Linked DNA regions of Pan troglodytes: all the other regions are linked to region 1. A link is a contact called in public Hi-C data. All regions are on one chromosome and are shown on one strand. The core of a region is the stretch at or near the end of the contact, and the rest is flanking DNA. Distances in the headings are between cores, read along the strand shown. Region 1 holds the start of IRX5 (iroquois homeobox 5). Region 2 holds the start of IRX3 (iroquois homeobox 3). Region 3 has its middle 93 kb from the start of IRX3.

Region 1 (2,961 bases), core at 152-2,651:
GCCCAATCATAGGTGAAGGAGGTGTCAGGCACTGGGCTGGGCGGACCCAGGGGCTCTCGGAGAATGTAGTCTGAACCGCTCAGGCCTCTTGGTGGGCGGTGTCTGGGGGAGGGGAGGAGACGGAGGGGAGGAGCCAACGCGCGTGCACGAGAGCGCAGCACCGAGCGGTTGCCGGTGCGGCGGTGGGTTAGTGTGAGCTCGCGAAATAAAGTACATCTCGCCCGTCAAAGTCAATGCGAGAAACTTTGTATATAGTTATGCTTCGGCTTGCGTGTGGCCCCATTATGCGAAGTTCCCGATATCCCGAGCTTCCGCGGCGTGCCCAAACCTGTGCCATCTTCTGTCCTGGTTCACCAGCGCCCCTGTCTGTCCCAGAGTTCGAGTGCGTCCGTGGCTTGTGGTGGCGGGAGGTGGAGAGAAGAGGAGAGGGTCTGTTTTGTATTCTAACTGTGTGGCCGTCGTGGGCAAGGGCTCTGCCTCTGACTCAGTTGTGTGTGTTTGCCTCGCCAGCGCCTCGCTGAACAAACAGTGGTTGGGTTGGGCACTGCTCTGCCCAGTGTTTGCAGTGGAGCGTGGGCGGATGCGAGAGTGCGTGCGAAGGGGAAGGCGACGTAGTTAAACAAAAGGGAAGGGGACCCGCACCCTCCACCACCACCGACTCGGCGGTGCGAGCTGCGTGCGGTGGGAAAACCGGGAGAAAGAGGCTGCGAGGCGTGGGAGTGGAGCTGGGGACGGTCCCGAGACCTCCTCGGGTGTAGCTGATTCTCTGTCTGGCAGTTCTTGCCCACCACCCCTACTCTAGAAAAAGGCTACCCCGGTAGTTCCAGGCACCAGTGTCTTCTCCCTCGCCGTCCGGCGGGGGGTCGGTAGAAGGAAGGCGAGGCGGAGACGTGCAGACCTCATGAGGCCTGTCTCTCGCCCACCTGCTGCTGCCGGCGCAGAGGGGCAGTCATCCCGGACTTCCTGCGCCCTGGGCGCGGGCCATCCATCGGCTCTCCCAGAGACTTTCATTCCGGATCTCCAGCTGGCTCTCCGGGCCCCCTGGCTTGGGGAAGACGCCAGAGGGGGGTGGGCAACGAATGGCCTCGGAGCCCAGTCTGCCGGAGAACAAGAAATCCGCTAAGTCCGCGACCTACTGTGGCTAGGAGAGCGCAGAGCGTTCGCCGGCGCACAGCCCGCGGCCTTGTTCCCTTTGTGCTTCGGGGCGGCGGGACTGCCACTCCGCCCCGAGTTAGCAGAAGAGGAAAGTTGGAAGAGATCGGCGCTCCTGGGATGTGATTGTCATCCTGGGGCCGGCGCTCGAGAGTCTGAGAGAAAGCGAGAGAGAGGGAGAGACCGGGGAGGGGAAAAGGGGAGGCAAAGAGGAGGGGTGAGAGGGGGGGCCGCGGAGGGGAGGCGGGCGCTAGGGAGGGGCGAGAGGAGCGCCAGCGAGCGGGAGAGGGAGCCGAGGAGGAAGAGGGAGAGGGCGAGGCGCGCCTGGCGGCCGGGTTGGCTGCGGCCGCCCAGAAGCTCCTGCCAGTCCTCCCACCGACTACACCCCGGGAAGGAGGAGCTTCGGGCGCGCACAAGGCGTCAGAATCCTCAATTTCCAACTTAGCATCTTGGCAGGACCTTTGCAAAGGCAAAAGCAGAGCCCCCCAGTGCAAAGAGCGAGGGGAAAAAAGAGAAAGCAGCAAGGGAGGGGAGGGGAGGGGAAAAAAAGCCCAGCTGGGGCGAGCGAGGCGCGCAGAGGAGCGGGCGCGGCGGTCGCAGCCGGAGGCGCGCGGGAAGCCAGCGAGGAGGCGCCGCGGGCCGGAGCCCCGGATCCGGGGCCAGAGGAGCGGCTGCCCAGGGCAGCCAGAGGCCAGGTGCCCGCCCGCTCGCCCTCGCAGGGCGCCGCCCGGCTCGTTGGCGGCCGCGGCGCGGCGCGCCCCATGCCCGTGTGTGGCCATGTCCTATCCGCAGGGCTACTTGTACCAGCCGTCCGCCTCGCTGGCGCTCTACTCGTGCCCGGCGTACAGCACCAGCGTCATTTCGGGGCCCCGCACGGATGAGCTCGGCCGCTCTTCTTCGGGCTCCGCGTTCTCGCCCTACGCTGGCTCGACTGCCTTCACGGCGCCCTCGCCGGGCTACAACTCGCACCTCCAGTACGGCGCCGACCCCGCGGCCGCCGCCGCCGCCGCCTTCTCCTCGTACGTGGTAAGTGAGCGGGATCCGCGGCGGGCGAGGGGCAGCAGGGGCCGGGCGGGAGGACGGGGGCGGAGGGGGACACGGGCCTAGGCGCCAACACCGACCTCCCCCGCCAAGCTTCGCGGCCCCTTCAAACTTGGGCGATTGTCTCCGCCAGCTTCGCCCAGGCCTTGGACTCAAGAGTTGCTCGGAAAAGAGAGCCGCGTCTTGCTCGGATCGCTGAGCTGGCGGGAAGGGGTTCTGTGGGGAGAGATAGCTGCAATTAAAGAGCAGCATTTGGTGTAAACGTAAGCTCCGGGCTGCCCTGCAAATTTTATATTTTTGGTTTTGCCATTTTGGAAAAGTAGTTCAAAAGAAATAGACTCGAAATTTGAGCAGAAGCGTGCTAAGTCTATGTAAATGTGTTTGGCCTAGCCTTTAATTAGTCCTCCAAAATGTTGCAAATCCGTAATCCTATCTTCGCAATCCGATTTGGGAGTATTAAATTTCTGAAAAGTCGGTCGAGCTGCGGTGCATCCGGGATTTTTCGGCCGGGTTGTAACTTCGGTCTGGGGTAGTATTTTTGGAGGGTGGGAGTGCGTGGGCATGGCTCAGCTTTTTGTTTGCATTTCTTAGCGTGTTGAAAAAAGAAAAAAAGAGCCTTGACTTCCCTTGTTTTCCCCCCTTGCGCCCAACGTGCGTCCGCTCCCGCGCCGAGCGCGGAGTCGCCTCAGTTGCCCAGGCCTCTATCTGCATGGAGGGCCGGGCCGCCGTGGCCAGATCTGCGCACGGGGTACGGACGTGCCCGGGCAG
Region 2 (2,998 bases), core at 71-2,570, 650 kb before region 1:
AGCGTGCTGGTGCTCTCCCTGGTGGCGTTCTTGGGACGGGACGGGTCCCCGAACTGGTACTGGCCATACGGGTAGAAGGCGGGGTGCGGGTGCGGAAACGCGGCAGCCGCGGCCGGATGCTGCACCCCGGGGCTGTCCTTCAGCTCATACTGCGCGCCCTGTACGCACATGGAGAAGGAAGGAACACGCGCGGAGGGAGCGCGGGTGAGCCCCAGCCGTCGCTGCCTCCCCCCTCCTGGCCTGCACCCCTCTAGTCCGGCCCCCGCGCGCTCAGCTCGCCCTGCGCCCCAGCGCCAACCCCTCCTTCCCTGGCTCCGCGGGCTCTTACCAGCTGCGGGAAGATGGGCAGCTCCGCGGCGTAGGGCAGGAAGGCGCCGTAGCCTTGGGCGGCGGCGGCCGCAGCGGCCGCGGCGTAGGGCGCCCCGTACACGGACGAGAGCACGTTGGACAGGGACCCCGAGGCGGCCAGCTCCGAGGCTCCGGCACCCGGGCCGCCCCGGGCCCCCGCGCTGCCGCCGCTGCCGCCAGCGGCCCCCGGGCGCTCGGACGGGTAAAGCGGGCGGATGTATTGGTATCCCAGCTGGGGGAAGGACATGGTGGCCCGCGGGGCACCGACGGAGAGGGGGCCCGACCCCCGGGCCGCCCAGCTCAGCGCCGCCCGCGGGCTCCGGCGCGCATCGGGGGCTGGGCCGGGCTTGGGGCCGCGCTGCCGCCCGCGCTGCGCTGTGCTCCGCGTTCGCCTATTGATCTGCTCCGCGGCGGCGACGGCGGCGGCGAGGAGCCAGGTCAGGTCCGAACAGATTGGCGGAGATTCCCGGGGCTCCGGGCTCTGATTGACATTTCTACTGAGCGCAAGCCCCTCCTCTCTGCGCCGCGCTCCCTCCTCTCGGCCGCGGGAGCTGCCTCTGCCCGCTCCTCGCTCCTCACTGCCCTCCTCTCCCCAGCAGTGTCGCGCCTCGCTTCCTTCGCCCTCCTCTAGTTTTCACTCCCCCTCCTCGCCCTTCCTCTCCCCTCCCCTCTCCGCACTCCTCTTCCCCCCAGGATCGCTTCCGCTCCTTCGGGCTCCTGCACTGCCCTGGACGCTATGAAACTCTCCTTTCTCCTCTCCCCTTCTCTTTCCCTTTCTCAGGAGGGCTTTTGCTCTCCGGTCCGTTCCCTTCACTTCTTCCTTTCTCACTACTTCTATTTTTTAAATCTCTCTCTTTACTCACACGATACTCCCCCCAACCTTTCCAGCCTCTGCGCCCTGGGCTAAGTAAGGCAGCCAAAAGTTGTGGACACTTAGGGTGCCGCGCGGGGGGTGTGTGTCCGTGTCTGTCTGTCCATCCCCGCCCTTCCACCCCCTCCCTCGCCTTTCCCCAAATCTCGGGTCTGACGTCGCGCCCTCTTATTCGACTTTTCCCCGCGTCTCTTCCCCGAGTCGCCAATCGCCTGGGCGCCTTACGGGCGAGGCCGCCCACCCCCGCGGATCCCGCGCGCGGGGCGGGGCGGGGCAGGGGCGGGAGCCGGAGCGCCGCGAGTCCCTGCCCGCCCCCTCCTGCTCGCGCCGGGCGGGGGAGCGAGAGGCGCGGGGACTGGGTGAGTGCAGGGTCAGCTCGCCCCTCCCGCCTCCCGCCCCTCCGAGCCTGTCCCCAGGCTGAGGCGCGGGACCTGGGCCGAGGCTGGCTCCGGGAGCTCCCCTGTGCCCGGGCCCCTTTTACAGCTCGCACCTCTCGACTCCCGGCCACTTTCAGCAGCTTAGGGAGGGAGCTAGCAGCCGGCGTGGGGGTGGGGAGCGAGGGAGTGCGTCCTAACAGAGTCTTCAGAGGCCACCTCGGTGCCCTGCGGGGGCGAGGCAGCCCCCAACCCAGCAGGACCAAACCCAGAGATTAGCCACTTAACGCCGCCCCCGGGTCCGTGTGCGAATCCCTTACTAAAAATGGCGGGCTGGCTCCGGGGGCTGAAGGGTGGCAGCCCGGGGGCGCTGGAAGGGTAGGGAGCCGCCACAAATCGGTGAAGCAGGCCCGCGCCCCAGGCGGCTGGGAATGGGGGAGGAGCAGGGCGCCGGGGGACAGAGGCCCTAGGAACTTTTGAAGAGCTCTTCGAGAAGTTTCTGTATTGGCGTTTTCGTCTGTGGAGATCCTTCCTTGCGCGACCCCTACCCCTTCTCCTGGTCCCGGCGCTAACCTCTTTTCTCTCTGCAAGGATCCTCCCACCGCCTCCGGTGGGTATGGAAAGCAAGAGTTTTGGTTTAATGATGGGATATTTCCTAAATCAAACTTGAAATCTCAGGATCGGGCGCCCACCTTCACGGATTAGGGCGTGCAGTCGATAGCGGCATTGAAATTCCCAGCATTGCCGCGGCTGGGGGCTCAGAGCTTTAGGCCGCGGCGGCGACCCACAAGCCGGCCAGGCCTGCAGTGAGCACGCCCCGGAGACAAAACGGGGGTGGTGACTCTGCGGTGGAGTGGCCAGCCCCAGCTCGGAGGCGGAAACCGTCACCTTGCATGGATGGATCCAGGAATCGAATTCGAATTCCACCAGAGTGGCGGGATCAGAGGAGATCAGAGGGTCTTGGCCCCGGCTGTCTCTGATCACAGCTCTGGGGAGCCCAGCTCTGGAATGAAAAATTCTTCCACCTCCACGGCAGACACCCAGTTTTGATCCCACCCCCACCGCCCACCTCCCACTTCCCACCTCCCACCTCTTTCCGTGGGTCTTGGCACAAGCCCACGGCCCTAGTAGGTGTGAACGCCAAAAACCTTGCGCGGGCGGGATGGGGGCGGGGAGGAAACAAGGGAAAGTTTTGGGAGGACCAGGTTTTGGGGGCAATGAGGGAAAGTGGGGTATTCCCAGACTGCATCTGAGTAGTTTCCCTATCACCTTCTCTTCCGCCTCTGCCTGGTGCTGGGGAGCCTGGTGGCTTCTCAGGAGCCTCGCCGGAGGAGGCGTCATCAGGGGCCGCCCTGGCTTTGAAATATCTCTTCGACGCCTGATTTCGTTTCCCGTTAAACCTCAC
Region 3 (2,872 bases), core at 103-2,602, 740 kb before region 1:
AAGCTCACAGAATAATTTCTACATGCTGACACTCCTGATACTGTACTCTACACTTCTTTAACTCATGGTTTCTCACCCTGGGCTGCCAACTGCCTCACACAGATGTGGCTGTGCTCTCTGGCTGAAGGAAACCTTCAAGGGCCAGAGGAAGGCATCCATGGAGAAAGGATAACATATAATGCTGGATAGAGATCGGATAGCAAAGAAATTCCTTTCTTTTCCAGAACTGCAGGTGCATTCCTGCCAGGATCCGTTAGTCTGCCTGCCTGGCTGGCCCCTGTCACTGGCTGGCCCATGAGCTCCTTGGGGGTAGGGGCTGAGCCTCATTTTCTTTATGACTCCAGACCCTGCTGTGTTGTTTAATCTTGGGTGGTATATGACCGTGGACTCAACCAGACCCTGGTGATGGACCCTGGTTTCCAATTGTTTTGCTGTTATGAAGAATGCTGCTAAGAACGTCCACTGAAAAGTTTTGTGTAGTGTATCCATAGTGTAAAATCCTGTCAATAGACATCTACATAGGGTGCCCTAGTTCTTCACTTTCTGAATTTGAGGAGATACCCCTTAGGGCAGGAGACGCAGGAGTCGTAAGGGGAGGGCAGCAGGAAGATAGACACCTCCTCCAGAGGAGGACAATCGTGCCCTGAGGCAGGGGGATGGCAGAGAGGCTTCCTGGAGTTCCTTCCTCATTGCCAGTGGGTCTCGTTTTAAGTAAACAAAGGCTGTTGGGAGAGGGTGGAGCCAGGTGGAGGGGCCCATGCGGCTTGGGCAAGACTGCCAGCCGCACGCCATTGCCAATCCTGGCTCTAGGGGGTGTGCGGTGGATGCCAGCCTTCAGCCCTCCTCTTGGTCCTCTGCTTCCGGCCTTTCCCTCTGCAGTGCCCCGAGCGGCCTGATGGTGTCACCAGAGCGCACTTCTTCCTGGAAGCGGCCTGGGCCCTAGAGAAGCGGCCACGGAAGACGTGGACCGGGCGCCCATGGCACCTGGAAAGGAATCGGAGGCAAGGACACAACGGGGGTGTTCTGAGCCGAGAACACAGGAAGGAGTTCCGGCCCAGGGTCATGAGACGTCCTTGTCCCCTTTTTTCTCTGTTGGGTTGAGTTTTGAGAAGCCATTCATTGTCAGGAGGGAGTAACATGAGACTCTGAGGCCAAATGTGTAACAATTTGCGGCTGAGTGTTCTCTCTCCCCACTCCCTCCCTCCTACTCTGCCTGTGCTCACGCCCCTTTCAGAATGTGCCTTTGGCCCAGCGATCTGGCCTTCCCAGTCTTCTGGGTGCTGCTGGGCACTGCTGGAGGAATAGGAAGAGGACTTGGGCAGGCGCCAGCCCCATGCAGTATGCGCGAATGTGACTCTAAGGCACACAGCATGTGCCCCCGACAGCCCAGACGGGTGTGGGCAGCCCCGGGCCACACGGGCCATGGCGGAGAGTTGCTGCCCCTCCCTACCCAGCAATTAAGCCGAGGCTGTGACAGCGACGTGGGCCGGGTGCTGTCTGGGGTTTTCTTCCCGGGCCGGTTGTGTGTCCAGGCCCCCGGGGAATCTGGGATAAGACACTGGGGGCGCTGCCGTGGGAAAGGCCAAGGGACACCGTCTGGACGGGTTCCCCGAGACCACGTGCTCTAAGCCCCGAGTCTGATCCCAGGCAGGGTGCCCCGCCTCTCCCAGCTCCGTCTGTGCTCCCCACGGGACCTGCTGTCTCCAGCAGACCTGGAGGTGAGCCCAGCCCCTGGCCGCGGAACTGGGAGAGAAAGGCCTTCCTGGGGCCTGGGAGGAGCTTTGCGAGTCAAAGCCTCTGCACAGGCGCTGGCCTCCTTCCGCTGTCTTTGTGTGGCTCCGATGGGAATGGTGTCCTGGGAGAGCTGCGAGTGCGAGTGTGTTTTCAGACGGAATGACAAGGAGGAGAAGGAAGAATGGGAGAAGGAGGAGGGAGAAGAAGAGGGACCGGAAACAAAAGGGAGGAAGGGGCAGCTTTGGGCAGCGTGGGCGTAGGCATAGGAAATGCAGCCCCATGCAAGATGACCTTCTGGAAACCATACTACACAGTGTAAAAACGCCTCAGCGCAATGGCAATGGGTAGGAAAGAGCGATCCCTGGGGCAGGCCACAGGGAGGCCTGCTGGGGTCTCAGTGGCCAGAGCTCAGCTGGAGACACCCTGCCTGAGAAGCCAGGCCTCTCCGTCTGGCAAGGGAAGAAGAAAAGACTCTCCATCGGCCGGGTGCGGTGGCTCAAGCCTGTAATCCCAGCACTTTGGGAGGCCAAGGCGGGCAGATCACAAGGTCAGGAGATCGAGACCATCCTGGCTAACACGGTGAAACCCCGTCTCTACTAAAAATATAAAAATTAGCTGGACGTGGCTGCGTACACCTGTAGTCCCAGCTGCTGGGGAGGCTGAGGCAGGAGAATGGCGTGAACCTGGGAGGCGGAGCTTGCAGTGAGCCGAAATAGCGCCACTGCACTCCAGACTGGGCGACAGAGCGAGACTCCGTCTCAAAAAAAAAAAAAAAAAGAAAAAAAAGAAAAGACTCTCCATGATGGTCGTGCGGGCAGAAACATTTGCAGCACGTGCAATCCCTAACCCGCACTGATCTGCCCTGTCTACACCAGGCTCCCCATCCACCCTTACAGCTCACCCAGAGATGTGGGACAGGCGACAGGGCAGCCAGAGGGAGCGGTCCTTCTGTGTTTTTCAGCTGGAAAGGTCTCTCGCGCTGCTTGGAGTGCACTCAGAGAAGAGGATTTGTTTCCTTAATTGATAATGAATATCAGAAAGGTCATCTTTACATTATGAGCGGTGTGGGAATTGTGTGTGTGCAAAGGGTGGGGAAAAAAATCACAAAAATAAATGACATCCAGCACTCTGTGTTTGC

The links. Hi-C and Micro-C count contacts between places; a contact is called where the count stands out from the background.
Region 2: a contact with region 1 is called in a Hi-C map of induced pluripotent stem cells, with 6 times the contacts expected there. The contact joins the promoter of IRX3 here to the promoter of IRX5 in region 1. A contact is called at or near these places in 4 of 7 Hi-C or Micro-C datasets (blood, induced pluripotent stem cells and stem cell-derived neural progenitor cells), 1 of 1 datasets of contacts at active chromatin or transcription factors (stem cell-derived excitatory neurons) and 1 of 1 other capture datasets (stem cell-derived neural stem cells).
Region 3: a Hi-C map of induced pluripotent stem cells shows a contact between it and region 1, with 2.3 times the contacts expected there. The contact joins the enhancer-like site here to the promoter of IRX5 in region 1. A contact is called at or near these places in 1 of 7 Hi-C or Micro-C datasets (induced pluripotent stem cells) and 1 of 1 datasets of contacts at active chromatin or transcription factors (stem cell-derived excitatory neurons).

Annotation. Positions count from the first base shown.
Region 1 is chr18:52,881,418-52,884,378 of NHGRI_mPanTro3-v2.0_pri, forward strand. It overlaps IRX5 (iroquois homeobox 5), which reads left to right and starts at 1,402. Exons shown (of 3, transcript XM_510970.7): 1 at 1,402-2,178. The coding sequence starts at 1,930.
Region 2 is chr18:52,233,030-52,236,027 of NHGRI_mPanTro3-v2.0_pri, forward strand. It overlaps IRX3 (iroquois homeobox 3), which reads right to left and starts at 1,321. Exons shown (of 4, transcript XM_016929854.3): 1 at 329-1,321; 2 at 1-158. The coding sequence starts at 595.
Region 3 is chr18:52,139,524-52,142,395 of NHGRI_mPanTro3-v2.0_pri, forward strand. No RefSeq gene overlaps it. Among named protein-coding and RNA genes, the nearest start is that of IRX3, 93 kb to the right of the region's middle. Within about 2 kb of position 1,353, at least 9 of the 24 cell types and tissues checked have an H3K27ac peak or open chromatin away from gene starts, as enhancers often do. A contact at or near this core is called in induced pluripotent stem cells, where this site is marked.